Linked DNA regions of Mus musculus: region 2 is linked to region 1. A link is a contact called in public HiChIP or PLAC-seq data. All regions are on one chromosome and are shown on one strand. Each heading gives the region's core, a stretch centred on a gene start, on an enhancer-like site or on the middle of the called end of the contact. The rest is flanking DNA. Distances are from core to core; before and after follow the strand shown. Region 1 overlaps Tmem131 (transmembrane protein 131). Region 2 overlaps Vwa3b (von Willebrand factor A domain containing 3B).

The links. HiChIP or PLAC-seq counts read pairs in DNA pulled down with a chosen protein or histone mark.
Region 2: an H3K27ac HiChIP or PLAC-seq map of embryonic stem cells shows a contact between it and region 1, with 5 read pairs. The contact joins two enhancer-like sites. A contact is called at or near these places in 2 of 15 datasets of contacts at CTCF or cohesin (large pre-B cells and stem cell-derived epiblast-like cells), 5 of 484 Hi-C or Micro-C datasets (the G1E-ER4 cell line, the HPC-7 cell line, bone marrow-derived macrophages and 1 more), 3 of 115 datasets of contacts at active chromatin or transcription factors (astrocytes and embryonic stem cells) and 3 of 9 other capture datasets (embryonic stem cells, liver and pancreatic islet).

What each region holds. Positions count from the first base shown.
Region 1 is chr1:36,812,968-36,816,217 of GRCm38.p6, reverse strand. It overlaps Tmem131 (transmembrane protein 131), which reads left to right. Exons shown (of 41, transcript NM_018872.2): 23 at 1-109; 24 at 222-331; 25 at 697-763. Among named protein-coding and RNA genes, the nearest start is that of Zap70, 53 kb to the right of the region's middle. Within about 2 kb of position 1,572, at least 37 of the 459 cell types and tissues checked have an H3K27ac peak or open chromatin away from gene starts, as enhancers often do. A contact at or near this core is called in embryonic stem cells, where this site is marked.
Region 2 is chr1:37,128,458-37,132,035 of GRCm38.p6, reverse strand. Vwa3b (von Willebrand factor A domain containing 3B) reads right to left here. Exons shown (of 28, transcript NM_001370828.1): 14 at 2,976-3,152. Among named protein-coding and RNA genes, the nearest start is that of Gm37020, 20 kb to the left of the region's middle. Within about 2 kb of position 1,830, at least 11 of the 459 cell types and tissues checked have an H3K27ac peak or open chromatin away from gene starts, as enhancers often do. A contact at or near this core is called in embryonic stem cells, where this site is marked.

The DNA of each region.
Region 1 (3,250 bases), core at 323-2,822:
TCTTCAGAAAAATATCGTATCAAAAGTCAGTGCCGAGCTCTCCTGGCCGTCTGTCCTTAGCTCGCCCCGGCTCCTGAAGTTCCCACTCACTAACACAAACTGTTCTTCGGTAAGTGTTCAAATGGCCTAAACAGTCAGCAATGGGCCACGCGTGGTTAGAGAGCCGACGCTGTAATTCCTCTGTAGGGATCTCCACTAATGCATCTGGGCTTTGCTTTAAGGAAGAAGAGATTAGCTTAGAAAACCCTGCAGACGTCCCTGTCTACGTCCAGTTCATCCCACTGGCTTTGTATTCCAACCCCTCCGTCTTTGCAGATAAGTTAGTCTCAAGGTAAGCACTCCTTAGCTGGTCAAAGGGTAAACGCAGAGTCTGGCTTTATGGCTGAAGTTGCCAGCAGTTTCCTGGGAGTGGGTTGGTATTGAATTGAACATGAAGAAAAGCTTTCAACAGGTGTAAATGGGGCGCTCACATTTAACAGATTTGTAAAGGGACAACAGACAAAATAATTCCACTAATTCCTTTTTAAAAGTGAACAAGGTATTAATTATAAGTTAGCCTTTAGTATTAATATGGTATAATGCTACTGGTCCCAAGACCTGACAAAAGATAAATTTGCAAATAAAACCTCAAGTTTGGCTATCCTCCATAGTTCCTAGTTGTGATGTTTATGAAGATAAACGTGTTTTTTATTTTAGGTTTAACTTGAGTAAGGTGGCCAAGCTAGATTTGAGAACACTTGAATTCCAAGTCTACAGGAACAGCGTAAGTACAACAATCATTTACTCTGCTAGGACCAGGGCCAATGGGAAGGACACCTGCGGGCTGCCCTTAGCCTGGCTGAAGGCAGCTATTGCAGTCCAGGAATTGACTTAGAGGCAGAGGAGAGCAGGAAGAGTCAGGGCTGCAGATACACAGGGTATGTTAGACGGTTCCTCTTTGTGGGTATTAACCTTAGAGTCAGCAGTCAGCCCACGATAGCTCAGCATAATGCCACCCAGAAAGTCTGAGGCTGTACATGAAATATGCTAATGCAACATTTTATTTTTAAGCGTTAAAAGATTCAACTGAGCTGGGCGTGGTGGCACACGCCTTTAATCCCAGCACTTGGGAGGCAGAGGCAGAGGCAGGTGGATTTCTGAGTTCGAGGCCAGCCTGGTTTACAAAGTGAGTTCCAGGACAGCCAGGGCTACACAGAGAAACCCTGTCTCGAAAAACCAACCACCCCCCCTCCAAAAAAAAGATGCTTCCTGATAAAATTGTAAAACCTGTGAATGTGAGACCAATACCTGGCACAGCTCTGTGTGTGTGTTTATCTCGATAGATAATGTTGACTTTAAAGTGTATAATAAGTTGATTTGTTCTGGGGGTGAAAGTGGCCTCTATTATTCAGGTAAGTGTCTGCTAGCCACTCATATTGTATCAGGCCTTGATGTGGAGGGTGCATGTCAGCTAGGAAGGTTTCACAGGGGCCAAAGCCCTGCAGGCTGCCTGGGGTCTTGTGCTTCATTGCCTTTCTGCCTTATTCAGATGAGAGTGTTTGTCCTTCCTGTTTGGACCACATAGTGCTATGTAGGAAGTCTCCCCAGCCTCGTCCAGCCAGCTGCTTTGTAGTTCTTCATCTCTGCCACAGCTGCAGTCAGAGCCTAGAACTCAGACAGCAGTTTAGACACTCCCGATTCCCTGTATCATTCTCTTAGGATCTCGCCTTGCTCCTCCCATCCATAAATGCCATTGTAGCAAGCACTGGAAGTCATTGAGAATGCCCAGTTACTAGAACTTGGTTTCTTCTGCCTTGATAGGGAAAATACAGAAGTCAATGAGCTGATGATCTCATGCAGTCGCATTTGCAAGACATAGGACCCTGACCTAGACTCTAAAGGACAGATGGATGAGGAAAACCTCTGGACCTCAGGAGGTTTCCACAGAAGAAATTCTCAGTGTGAAACTCTAATTGCTGAGAGTCCTTTAAACATGCTTCCTTTTCTGTCCTATCCAGTTCTATCCAGTTCTATCCAGTTCTAGAGAGTCATGAATTCATGTTGAAATTGAATAAATTTTGTTTGCTACTGTTCAAAGACATTTTCTTTTCATTATAAATGCAGACTGGGGAGCAAACAGTGGCTACAAGGGAGGTTTAGCACCGTGTCTCGGTTCACACCTAACAGCTGTGATCGGTAGTACAAACAGCATCCTAAGAAAAGCAGATGTGTCTGTCTGTATTACTACAGAGGGGTTTCTGAGGTTACCCACGGGTCCCCTGCTCAGTCTGTCTGACCCTTAAGAGCTTACCACGGCACAAGTATGGAGCCCGTTAGTGCTGTGTCGGGGCACCATACTATCCCAACGTGCTTTTCAGACCATCAGAGGTTAAATGAGTTAGTATTTTGGAATACATACAGTCTTTCATTGTGCTCATAAGTGGGGCCAGCATGATGACAAACAGACTTAATCCCAGCACTCAGGAGGCAGAGGCAGATGGATTTCAGTGAGTGTGGTGCCTGCCAAAGCTACATACATAGTGAGAGAGAAAGGGAGTGGAGGCGATTGCCAAGAATAGCTTATCAGAAGGAGCTTTCTCAGCGGGCGTTTCAGAACAGTCAGAGTATTCTGTTATCCTGGTAGACTGTTGATAAAGAACAGTGCTATCTGTAAAGGGAGACCTTTTACTTCATAAGCGGGACTTACGTAGTGCACGTCATCAGTCCACGTGGTGTGGTATGTTTGTCAGTTCCCACTAACACAGCAGAACCCAGCCATGCCAAGAGAAGTAGAGAATGGCACACAACTCACCCTTCCCCAGAATATTTAGTCTTCTTTAAAAAAACACAAGAGTGTGTCTTTGTGTTGAAACAGTGTTTTTTAACATAAAAACAAAACAACTCTGAACCATTTTAAAACTGGTCATAACGTCTTATTTTAAATTTCAGATTGGGTTATATCTTAAATCAAGTCTCTACAAAGCAATAAATAGGTACTTAGTTTTCAAAATGGGATTAAAGATTATTAGTCAGGTCATGTATAACTCAACAGCACACATTGACTTGGGGTGGGGGGGGGGGCGGCGGGGGGAGTTCTCCACTTCCAGCAGGGCTCCCTACCCAGGCTGCAGTATCAGTAGGACTTAGGGTGCTGATTGTCAGTCATGAGTATTGGCTTTATAGTAATGTTTTGATCTATTTGTCTTGGGTCTGTGTCCTTTCCTATATGTGAATTGTATTTCAAATTTAAAAACAAATACACATGTACATG
Region 2 (3,578 bases), core at 581-3,080, 320 kb before region 1:
CATCTTTCTCCCCATCTCAGAGGCCACACCCAGGTCCTTGCACTTGAACTGATATTAATTACTCCTCTCTACAGTTCAGCAGTGAAGCCATGTGGGGCGGGGTCACCTTGAGGGAAACCATTTAACTGTGAACTCCATTGCTTTGATAGATGCAGAGCTCCCTATACTTTATATGAATCCAAGCTTTCATTCTCTGAAATGCATGCCCGCTACACCAAGGACCAGGTCTTACAGCAATTAAACATTGGCTTTGATGGAAACCACCGGACTGCTTTCCAATGTGGCTTGTATTTTATCCTCCAGCCAACAATGTGTTAGTGACCCTGTTTCTCCCCAACCTGCCAGCATGTAGTTTTCTCCGCCATTCTGACAGACATGGAGTGACATGTGCTGTAGCTTAGGTAGTATTCCTCTAAGGCTGGTAGCATCTGGCCTTCTGGGCTGTGCTGGTGGCATCTGGCCTCTTGGCCTGTGCTGGTGGGATCCAGCCTCCTGGGCTGTGCTGGTGGCATCTGGCCTTCTAGCCTGTGCTGGTGGGATCTGGCCTCCTGGCCTGTGCTGGTGGGATCTGGCCTCCTGGCCTGTGTTGGTGGGATCTGGCCTCCTGGCCTGTGCTGGTGGGATCTGGCCTCCTGGCCTGTGCTGGTGGGATCTGGCCTCCTGGCCTGTGCTGGTGGCATCTGGCCTCCTGGCCTGGCTTCTTTCCCACTTCTGTTGGGCCTCCTCAGTGGAATGTCTGATGTGTTTCCCAGGTTTTCTAGATGGACACTTTTTGTTTGTTTTTATAGCCCTGGGGTTTGAACCCTGGGTACTCTACATGCTAGGCCACTACTCTACCACCAACTTATATATCCCAGCCCCACTTTAAGTTTATGACAGGGTCTCATTAAAGTTCCCAGGCTAGCTATTCTAGTTTACTTTCTGTTACTGTGATAATACATTAGAAAGTACATAATATAAAATAAGCCAGGGTTTATTTCATTGTATTTCATCCTCTGAGTAGCTGACAGGGAAACAAATATTATATAATTTGTTATAATTTATATATTGGAGCCTGTGATTTACTTTGCGCATGCGTGCTCTCTGTGTGTGAAGATCAGCACTTAGACTGGGGTTTTGCCTGAGGACTGTCAGTTGTTCCAATTATTTGTTGAAAAGGTGGTCTTTCCCTCTTGGAATTGTTTTGAACCTCTGTCTAAAAGTCGGCAGGTTTGCTGTGCATGGGAACTCCTGCAACTGTTCCAACAGGGTCTGCAGCTCTTTCCCCACCAGGTTGTTGTCATTAGTATAGGGTGATCTCAGAGCACAGTCCCCTGAGGTCCTTTTGTCTGGTTCGGTTCTCAGAGGGTAGTCTCCTCAGACCAAGAGTTGTTCATATCTCTGATTTGTCCTGATAACAGTTCTAGGTCTCTACATACAAGAAGGAGAATGACGGCCGGGCAGTGGTGGCGCATGCCTTTAATCCCAGCACTTGGGAGGCAGAGACAGGCAGATTTCTGAGTTCGAGGCCAGCCTGGTCTACGGAGTGAGTTCCAGGACAGTCAAGGCTATACAGAGAAACCCTGTCTCGAAAAACCAAAAAAAAAAAAAAAAAAAAAAAACGGAGGAGAATGAGCAGTAAGCACGGTTTCCTACAGAAGAGCTCCCTGAGTTGATGACCCACAAATGTTGCATGTTCTGTCCTTGGGTTTTCAATTGTTCTTTGAAGCTGCAATGCCTGGTTAAGGGGGTGTGTAATATTCACTTCCTCACCTGCCTTTACAAGGAAGCCAAGCTGCCCTAAGGGAAGGTGACCTTCCTCAGCCTACCCCAGAGTAAGGGGTGTGGCTTTTAGAATAATAAACAGCTGGAAGCTGGAGCTGAGGCAGGAAGTACTGCAGGACTTCCAGGCAGGCAGAGATGCTGAGGGAAACAGGAGGAAGAAGAATGGAGGCTCGGCTGGAGTTGAGCAGAGCTGGAGTCCGGCTCTGAGGAACCATGTGGAGAGATGAAATGGCGGAGAATTGGACACTAGCTGAGAGACTGAGTCAGCAAAAAAAATAAATAAATAAAAATTAAAATCCCAATGCCTTTAAACTATACAGATGTCTCCACGCCTTAACTGAACCTCAAGCAGGAGCCTTAAAAACCTGGCAAACATTGAAATCACATCCTCAGGCCAGGGCTAGAGGGTCAGGGAATACTTTCAGTTACTCTGTCCCCTTTCCCCATCAGTGTGAATTATTTTATCAGATGGTCACATAGTTGCATTCCTTGAGAAGTTAAGAGGTAGCTAGTTAAAGGCCAGTATACGTGTGGTCTGGAGACATGGCCCAGTGGTTAAAGAGCGCTGGCTGTTCTTGCAAAGGACCCAGGTTCTATTCTTGCTTTGTTTTGTTTGTTGTTTTTGTTTTTGTTTTTGTTTTTGTTTCAAGACAGGGTTTCTCTGTGTAGCCCTGGCTGTCCTGGAACTCACTTTGTAGACCAGGCTGGCCTCGAACTTAGAAATCTGCCTGCCTCTGCCTTGCACCAGGGTCTATTCTTAACAGCCCTGTGGTGCTAACCATCTGTAACTCCAAGGCATTTGAGGCACTCTTCTGACCCCCATAGGCACAAGCATATTGCACGTAGACATACACGCAAACAAACACCTACACACAAAAGCAACAACTGAGGAGGAGGTGGAAGAGGAAAATGAAGAAGATCACAACAAAACTTACTAAGATCCTTGGGCCATTAGCCATGATAGGAGTTCCTGGCTTGTACCTGTGACCTTGATCCAGGCTCACATTGTCACAAGTTCTGAGATCCTCAGGCCACATTTGGACCAACCTTGGGGCATCATTACTGCACCAGCTGCTTTGCTTAGTTTTGTGTATGGCTGCAGTTCTCCCAGCTCAGGAGCTGATCTTTGAGACTCGTAACACTCTAATGAATGAATGCACGAACGAATGAATGAATGAGTGAACCATTTCCTCAGTGTGCCAAGTTCCCACCTGAGTATCCTGAATGGGATCCTTGCAGCCAAAGTTATAAGCTCGGAACTCGCCTCCGGTCAAGGCAGCAAGCTCCTTCAAGAACTCGTTCGCAACCTCATCGTTGTAACTGAAGGAGATGGCACAGATGGGGATGTTCTGAAAGAGTTTGACGTGGTCCATCACCATTTCTGGTGGCTGAAAAGATAACAAGGAGAATTTGAAGCCCTCTTCTGGCCCCCATACGTATCAGGCATGCATGTGGCAAACAGACATACATGCAGACAAACACCTATGCACAAAAGCAGTAATACAACATGTTTTTGGAAAGGGTAAAAGAGAAAGACAAATGATATAGTGTAAAAAAATAAATTCTTAGTATTTTCCACAGGTGGTCAAATTCTGAGATAGGAGTTGCTCACACAGTGTGTGATGTTTTTGTCAATATGTTAGTTCAATCCAATAAGCAAACTGCCTACCAAGGAGCATGGAGCCCCAAAGGCCACGCACAGTCTTCTCCCACTGAAGTCCCACATTGTGGTAGGAAAAAGGTTTGACAAGCAGAATCACCTCAACTTTAAGTGCATCTCAGCATAGAGGTCATGCAGTTGGGCTGTGGTCTGG